3 separate regions of the Mus musculus genome follow, and all the other regions are linked to region 3. The links are chromatin contacts, called in public HiChIP or PLAC-seq maps. All regions are on one chromosome and are shown on one strand. Each heading gives the region's core, a stretch centred on a gene start, on an enhancer-like site or on the middle of the called end of the contact. The rest is flanking DNA. Distances are from core to core; before and after follow the strand shown.

Region 1 (2,700 bases), core at 59-2,558, 330 kb after region 3:
AGAGCCCAACTGATGTCATCTGGGGCTGCAGCACATACCACGGCCATCTAGAGCAGCATTTTCAGCCTTCCTTTATTACAGTTCCTCATGTTGTGGTGACCCCCCATCCATAAAATTATTTTCGTTGCCACTTCATAACTGTAATTCTGCTACTGCTATGAATCACAATGTAAATATCTGATATTTCCAATGGTCTTAGGCGGCCCTGTGAAAGGGTGGTTCAATCCCCCCCCCCCGGGGGGGGGGTCTTGACCCTTTGCCTTAAGGCAATCAAGACAGTCACACATACACACACACACACACACACACACACACACACACACACACAGAGAGAGATGCCTGCAGGCTCATCTGATCTACAGGATCCCTCACTGAGACTCTCATTCCCGATGATTCTAGCTTGTGTCAATCTGACAACCACCATCAACCATCACACCACCCAACCGTGAAACACTTCCTCCACACTCTTCGACCGCACAAGCATCGGTCCCAACAAAGCAACGCCTGGTTCTGGAGTCAACGGTTCATAAAGTCACTGGGTGCTGACCTGGGGAAGACAGAGCCCACAGTAGACTGACAGACAATTTGATGTCCCTACAAGCCTCTGGTCATAAAGCAAGATGGAAAAGGTGGTGAGGGAGGGGGTGTGGGTGAAAAATCAAGGTATTAAGATAAGATGCGATTATATTAGACTCTCAGTAACTTAAACAATTGCTGTTCTTCGTGCGTGATGAGAAAATGGTCAGGGAAGAGAGCTGGGGAAGAGACTACAGGCAGAGAGGGAGCCCTGAGGACCAGGCAGAGGAAACCCTAGCATACATGTGAAAATGCTGTGAGTGAGCCTGTCACTTTGTATGCTAATTAAAAATAAAATATGTAAAAAAAAAAAAAAAAGACTGTTCTTGGGGGGGGGGGGGGCACATCACAGGGAAGTACTGTGAGTCACAGTCACAGTGCAGAGAGGCCTTGTCTCGCCAGGGTCTTTTCGCATGTCAGCATGGGTATTAAAAACAAGCTGTGCTGCCTGAGGACCAGAGTGGCTGGAGCCTTGAACTTGGCCATGTTAGCGCTCCTCCCACCCCTACATTAGAGAGCGCACCTCGTAAAACCACCTGACAACGTCATTTGCAAAAGGAAATTCTTTAAGATAAGAAAACCAAATAAATCGGCTCATACATTTTTATTTAATTTCCGAACTTTGTTTAATCTTTAACCCTCGTAAATTAAGTCCTTTGAGTAATATAACTCAGGCTCAAAATCAAAACACAGTTATTGTCTACTTGCCTTGAGAAGGTGCCATCTCCCCCTTCTCTCTGCCTGCCTGCCTGCACTTCAAGCTCATGCCTGTGGTATGAAACACATGGACTCAGCAGTTAAGAGCACTGGCTGGTCTTCCAGAAGACCTGAATTCGGTTCCCCGCACCCTCGTGGCAGCTCAAAACTATCTGAAACTGCAGGAAACTGGGGATCCCCCAGGCACAGGGTACACACATGGTACACAGAGATATAGGGAAAATTCTCACATGCACATAATAATAATAATAAATTCTGACACTTGCTAGTAACAGTGCACAGTATGACATTTCTTTTTTTAAATTATTTTCTTTATTTGCATTTCAAATGTTATCCTCTTTCCTGGTTTCACCTCTGAAAACCCCCTATCTCCTCCCCTCTTCCCCTACTTCTATGAGGATGATCCCCACCCATCCACCCACTCCTGCTTCCCCATCCTGGCATTCCCCTACACTGGGTCATCGAGCCTTCACAAGACCAAGGGCCTTGATGCCCAACAATGCCATCCTCTGCTACATATGCAGCTGGAGCCATGGGTTAATAAATGTGTACTCTCTGATTGGTGGTTTAGTCCCTGGGAGCTCTGGGGGGTGGGGGTCTGATGTATTGCTTGATGGTTTATTTTTATTTTAAAAAAATGCCACTGTGCACACTAGGGGGCTACTTATCCAAACACAGAAAACATCCAGTGTTGACCAGGATGGGGAGATAACAAAGGCGTGTGCGCTACTCCAGGAATGAACATCAGAGTAGCTACTGAGAACAGCAGGTCAGTCCCCAGAGTTAAATATAGTGAGTGTCACTGTGTTCCAGCAACCCTGCATCTGGACATTCACCCAAAGAACAGAACAGGGCTTTGAGCCCGGCACACCCAGCTCAACAGCGTTATCACCAACAGCAGAATGAGGGATAAGCTACCTGTCCAGTGAATGGATACACTGTGTAGTAGGCATGCATTGTGGACAGTCACTCAACCTTGAAAAGGAGGACATGGTGACAACCTCTAACAGGATCTAGAGGGCGTTGTGCTCAATGAAGCCATCCACACAGGCGATCGCTGCAAGATGCCCCTCAAGCTGGGTCTGCAGTGCAAGTCAATCCACAAAGATCGCCAAAGGGTAGCTGGGGAGGGTAAGGCAGGAAGGGGGCATTGCCCAACAAGTTCAAAGCCTCCAAATGTTGGGACAAAGAACTCTGTCGATGGAGGGTTAGGGGAGGTGGATGCTCCTTGGGGGATGGAAACCTAACATCTCTGGGCCATGTACTTAAAAATAGGCATGGGGTAGATTTGATGTCTTGGGGTTTTGCAACATATAAAAGAAACACTTGGTATAACACATCCTCTCTGCCTCCTGCTGGTTGTTTCACCTGATTAAACTATAGGGACTTGGCTGCACCTGTACCTAT
Region 2 (2,700 bases), core at 65-2,564, 260 kb before region 3:
GAAAGCCCAGCATACATGAGGCCCTACATCTAATCCGAAGCACCAGAAACTGTGCGTGGTGGTGCATGCCTGTGATCTCAGTGCTTGGGAATATAGGCAGGAAGGCCAGGAGTTCAAGATCACCCCCGGCTATGCAATGGCTTTGAGGTCAGCCTGGGTCTATGCCTCAAAACAAAAACAACAAAAACAAAGCTTCCCGGTGAACATCCTTTTTTTTTTCACAACTTTTCAGAGAGAGGAAAACAATCCTGGCGCCTGGGACAGCGATGTCACCAGCACTGGGGGAACTCCATCATCTCCCACTATCCTGTGACTTGCACCAGTCAGTCTGTGCTACAGACGTGTCCTTGTAGCTCTTGGGAGCAGATCTCCAGCTTGAAACCACACTTTCCTCTATTTAGTCTCTAATAGGGAAGTCCCACATCTCTGCACATTCTTTAAAAAAAAATGAAAAAAAGAAAAGAAAAAAAAAAGACTTCTGTTGCCAAGAAGTTTTCGAAAGTTACTATTTTTGTAGGACCTATTAAAATGCAGCGCGCTCATTCCCCTGCGCTGACTCGGCAGGAGTTAGGCGCACAGGCCCTATTTCCAGAGCCCAGTTGCCATCTGGGCCATGCGCAGATGTTTTGGCAGGACAAGACCCCTCCAACACAAGTTTTTGTTCATTGTATTAAACAAAAGCAGCCCTGTTAATTTCAGCTTCATTCAGCACCAAGTCTGAAGGGGGTGGGGGGAGGGGGAGAGAATCAATATTTGCTAAGAGGAAAAGAACAAAATCAGTCAGGGGAGAAAACAATTATTTTCTGGCTTTTCATAGAATGTTACAAATAATGATGGCTCAAACCCAAGAAAATAGTTCAAAGAATTGCCCGACATCAGCCCTTTAATCTATGGTTCCGTTTACCCTCTGGTTCATTCTCTCTGAGAGAGACTTGAATCCGTGAAAAATGTTTGTGGGAATACAAACTAATTGCTCCTCTCTGCTGCATGTTCTCAGCTGGGTGAGATCCCAAAAGCAGCCCAGCTCGCAAGGGCAGAAGATGTTTGCCACAGGACAATAGGCCAAGTGTAGGTACTTCTCTGGGAAGTGAGAGTGGTTCACAACCTGTTAGGCACCCTGGAAAATGTACAGAGCCCATACAGGTACCTACAAGGTCGGGCCATGGTAGCCCCTGGACTCTCCCTGCTCAGAGGGCTAGGAAAGTGTGTGCAGTCATGAAAGACAAAGCACTGGCTAATCAGACATGACTCCTTGTGCGCAAGGGGTCACTCAGCACAAGTTATTATTATCTCCTGGAACAAAGAGCTGGCAAGCCCAGACATGAGTCACTTTATTAACCAAGGGATTAGGACTGAATTTCACAAGGCCAGAGGCCGGCCTGTCACAAAGCACTAGTACTTTTCCGGGAAATGAGGGGTTCTCCAGAGAGGAAAACATGAGGTTCCAGGCCCAGAAATCGGGGTCCGAAGTGTGTCTCCTTGCTATTACAGCACAAGGGAGGCCGTGGCAGTGGGAGGGGTCTCAGGCTGCTTCTTACAAGAACACCATGAATTTCTCTGGCTTTTCAGGATTTCCTCTGTGTTCACAGTCAGACGCTGTCAGCCTTGACTCCTGTTGGTAGACCAGAAGGCCAAAGCGGTGCCCTCTGACCCAGCCTGAGCAGAATTGGGCAGAGGTTTCAGCCTTGCCAGAAGGCCTTGCCTTTCTCCTCATCCTTTGCATCCTGTCTACCTAGGTCACCACCTGGGGCTTGGCTCTGCTCCCTTGCTGACCAGGTGGTCCTTCCACCTAATTTGAGATGGACAGCTGCTCTCTGTGTGCTACTTTTACAACTTCCAATGTCTGAACAGAAAGCCCAGAAATGCAGTAACCAGAAGGGGACCAAGCCTTCCAGCTCTAAAGTTCAAGGGCTTGATCTTCCTCAGGACGTGTGGGTGACAGACATTAAGTAACAGTCATAAGGTCTCAGTGGAATTGACCCCAGAACCTGTACTTGGGGTCAGCTGTTTCTCCAGTGATATCCTAGAGTCACCTCGGCTCCCCAAAGCTGGACTTCATGCTCCCATTTCTTCCAGGTATCAGCTACAGTGTAAATGTTTACATCAAAGAAAGGCCAGGTTCTACACTCCAGCCATATGCTAAACATTTACCAGACCTATAAGACCCAGATCACAATTCCCGGATCCCTGGAACTTTGGAGCCTCACTTCTTCCCAGCATGCCCACTGCCTGGTGTCCTCTCCACAACATTAACCCTGAAGCCATGTTGGATCTCAGGCAGGTAGCTGGACCTGTCTCCAGCTCAACCATAGCCACCAGCCACCACAGGACTCTTAGGCAGTCCAACTGCCGGATCACCTCACCCATAGAAGGGAAGAGACATTCCTTAGGTAGCCACTGTGTGCCAGGAACTGAGGTAGGTCCTGCAGGCAACCTGGCTGTTGTGGTTTGAATAAGAGTGTTCCCCATAGGGTCATAGACTTGAATGCTTGGTCACCAGCATTCAAATGGAGTAGCATGATTTGAAAGGACTTGGAGGCGTGGCCTTGGTGCAGGAAGTGTGTCACAGGGGGTGGGGTGGGGGGCTTTAAAACCCCATTGCAAGCCCAGAATCTCTCTCTTCCTGCTGCCTATGGATCTGAATGGACAAGGATGTAGAAATCCCAGCTAATTCTCCAGAACAATGTCTGCCTGCGTGCT
Region 3 (2,700 bases), core at 139-2,638:
TTCTGCCAGGCTGGATCACCCTGGTCCTGGCTGAGAGAAGTGGTCTTCAGGACATGCGTGCTGGGTAGCCCTGTTCTACAGAATTATATGTTACATGAAAAGCGGTAAGAAACCAGTGGTTCTAATATATACCTGCACACAGAAACTCTTTAGTACTGATGTCTCATAACATCCTTTATACTAAGCCCACATCAGGTTGGGACAGCATTTGGATTTCAAGCCCTTCTCAGTTTCAAAAAGAACCAACAAAATATAAACCAGAAGAACAAGTCAACTTGGGTCTGGAACAGGGCCTGAGCAAGGCAGGAAGGTTGTAGTTTTCTACACCAGTGAACCTGTCCCCTCCTCCATCCTGGCCCTTCCTTAGGGAACAAGCAGAGAAGTGGCAAAAACAAACAAACAAACAAACAAAAAACAGAAGTGCCATGCAGTTGGTGGCTACATAGATGTGACAATTATGTTCTGGGAACAAGGAAGTCAGCAGGTGACCCACATAGACAGTCTCGTCTTCCCAGGGCTGCAGGACATGCTCCCCAGGGCCACACTTTGTCTTAAAATGCATGATGGTAACACACATAGATACTACTATGATTCATTTACAGTACTCATCCACTTACTGTACAGTGTTACCAATGGTTCCTCCTTCCACCAGGAACCTGGTGCGTGGCATGAAAGGCTCTTGTGTTTGTGAGCGCTGGGGCATCCATCCACAGTGTGCACTGAGCACAGATGAATGACCCTGTAGAAAAAGCTTTCCTCATTCTCTGTCTCTGTCTCTCTTCCTGTCTGTCTGTCTGTCTCTCTCTCTCTCACACACACACAGAGAGAGAGAGAGAGAGGGAGAGAGAGAGAGAGAGAGAGAGAGAGCGCTATGCAGCCCAAAACCACCTAGCCTGCCCATCCTGGAAACTAAGTCCCATGACCTACAACAGTGGCCACCGGCCTGGCAGAAACCAAAGCTGCCTCTTGATAAATGTGCATCAAGTCTTAAGAAAAGAGCTGGTCATTTTCTTTTCAGGGTGGGGGGTCACTCATGACCACCTAGGGTCAACTGCCACATATCCTATGTCAGTCGTTCTCAATCTTCCTAATGCTGCAGACTTTAATGCAGTTCTTGTGTTGTGACCCCCCAATTATAAAATTATTTTCGCCACTCTTTCATAATTGTAATTTTGCTAGTTATGAATCGTAATGTAAATATCTGATATGCAGGAACTCTGATATGCAGCCCCAAAGGGGTTGCGACACACAGCTTGAGAACAGCTGCCCTTTGTGACGTGCCTGTAAGTAGCCAACCCACAATTAGTGATTATCCTTAGGAAATGGCTCACTTACCACAAATAAGGCAGGCATGTGAGATTACTCAGATGGCTTTGTTGACATAGCAGCCTCAGCTCAGCTAGAAGCCTAACCCCATCTATCCCTTTCACTGAAGTCAGGACTACACTATGTGCTCAGAGTTACTCAGACTCTTGCCTCAGCATTTCTGTAATGCTGCATGTACCCACAATACCTGACCATGAGGTGTACCAGAGATTCCAGGCTATTCACCTAGTAGGAGGGTCGAACTCAAGGCCTGATCCTCCCTGAGCCAGTTCTCTTGTTCTCTTAGGATGTACATCATGGGAATGGGACCCAGCAGGCCTTCTACAATGACCCCAATGTTCTCTACATGTCCCTGCACCGCTATGACGATGGGAACTTCTTCCCAGGAAGTGGAGCACCAGATGAGGTATGTGGAGTGTATGAAACTTTGTGAGTATCTGGAGGAGAACAAGCTATCTTGGAGCCAGATACCACAGCTACCAAGAGAACCAGGCAGGTGCAGGCCCTGCATCTGCCACAGAAGTAGTATTTCACACTTGTTACAGCTCAGGTTGCCCTGCCAGAAATGCTAGCCTGGATTATCCTGTGCATGATTTAGGCCAGAATTTTTTCTAGTTTAGTGGGAATCTGCACACCAAATCTGGTTACATTCAGAGTGAGCAAAGCACACACTAAGGGAGGTTGCTGAGCTGCTCCCCAGGACTCCTGCTTCTCTACCTTGTGATGATACTCCCAGCCACTGTGGTTAGGGGGCATCTTTAAGCAGCATGCCCAGGGACACAGAGCTTGCCCCTGAAGATGGTCCCACAGTAGAGTCACTTTTGTCTTTCAGTGATTCCTCCTAGTTCAGGGCCTGTAGATAACTGCAGCCCTGTGAAAACTGTACCGCTGACGACAGTGCCTGGCACTGGTAGCCAGCTTCACTGGTGAGCTCACACACATATGCACGGGACATGTAGCTATCCCTGTGGGCACGCCAGTCCAATCCACCCTAGTTCAAGTGTTGGTTGTGCCAGGTATTCTCTTGAGTTGGTGACAGTTTCTCTCCTTGTGGCCGCAGGTGGGCACAGGGCCAGGCGTGGGTTTCAATGTCAACATGGCTTTCACGGGTGGCCTCGAACCCCCCATGGGAGACGCTGAGTACTTGGCAGCCTTCAGGTGAGTACCCCACTGTCCAACCACAGAGGCTGGTTCTTCTGAGTCCAGGGCAGCCAAGTCATCTGGAGACTCTGGAGTTAATTGTTGTACTGCCTCACTTCTCTTAGGAGTTCCCTTTTCTGAGAGCCTGTTGAGTCCCAGTGGTAAGATGGGGAGGTGATAGAAGGGGAAGTTTTCTGCTGTGCTAGAAAGTATTCATGAGTCACTGAAAACTGA

What was found. HiChIP or PLAC-seq counts read pairs in DNA pulled down with a chosen protein or histone mark.
Region 1: a FOXA1 HiChIP or PLAC-seq map of pancreatic cancer cells shows a contact between it and region 3. The contact joins two enhancer-like sites. A contact is called at or near these places in 1 of 115 datasets of contacts at active chromatin or transcription factors (pancreatic cancer cells) and 1 of 9 other capture datasets (embryonic tail).
Region 2: a contact with region 3 is called in an H3K4me3 HiChIP or PLAC-seq map of bone marrow-derived macrophages, with 3 times the contacts expected there. The contact joins two enhancer-like sites. A contact is called at or near these places in 2 of 15 datasets of contacts at CTCF or cohesin (large pre-B cells and pro-B cells), 3 of 484 Hi-C or Micro-C datasets (CD4 T cells and the G1E-ER4 cell line), 6 of 115 datasets of contacts at active chromatin or transcription factors (bone marrow-derived macrophages, cardiomyocytes, embryonic stem cells and 2 more) and 1 of 9 other capture datasets (embryonic stem cells).

Annotation. Positions count from the first base shown.
Region 1 is chr1:91,626,904-91,629,603 of GRCm38.p6, reverse strand. No RefSeq gene overlaps it. Among named protein-coding and RNA genes, the nearest start is that of Gm28380, 17 kb to the right of the region's middle. Within about 2 kb of position 1,308, at least 4 of the 459 cell types and tissues checked have an H3K27ac peak or open chromatin away from gene starts, as enhancers often do. A contact at or near this core is called in pancreatic cancer cells, where this site is marked.
Region 2 is chr1:92,214,120-92,216,819 of GRCm38.p6, reverse strand. No RefSeq gene overlaps it. Among named protein-coding and RNA genes, the nearest start is that of Hdac4, 35 kb to the right of the region's middle. Within about 2 kb of position 1,314, at least 138 of the 459 cell types and tissues checked have an H3K27ac peak or open chromatin away from gene starts, as enhancers often do. A contact at or near this core is called in bone marrow-derived macrophages and pancreatic cancer cells, where this site is marked.
Region 3 is chr1:91,955,074-91,957,773 of GRCm38.p6, reverse strand. It overlaps Hdac4 (histone deacetylase 4), which reads left to right. Exons shown (of 27, transcript NM_207225.2): 21 at 1,613-1,732; 22 at 2,387-2,484. Among named protein-coding and RNA genes, the nearest start is that of Gm46242, 77 kb to the right of the region's middle. Within about 2 kb of position 1,388, at least 48 of the 459 cell types and tissues checked have an H3K27ac peak or open chromatin away from gene starts, as enhancers often do. A contact at or near this core is called in bone marrow-derived macrophages and pancreatic cancer cells, where this site is marked.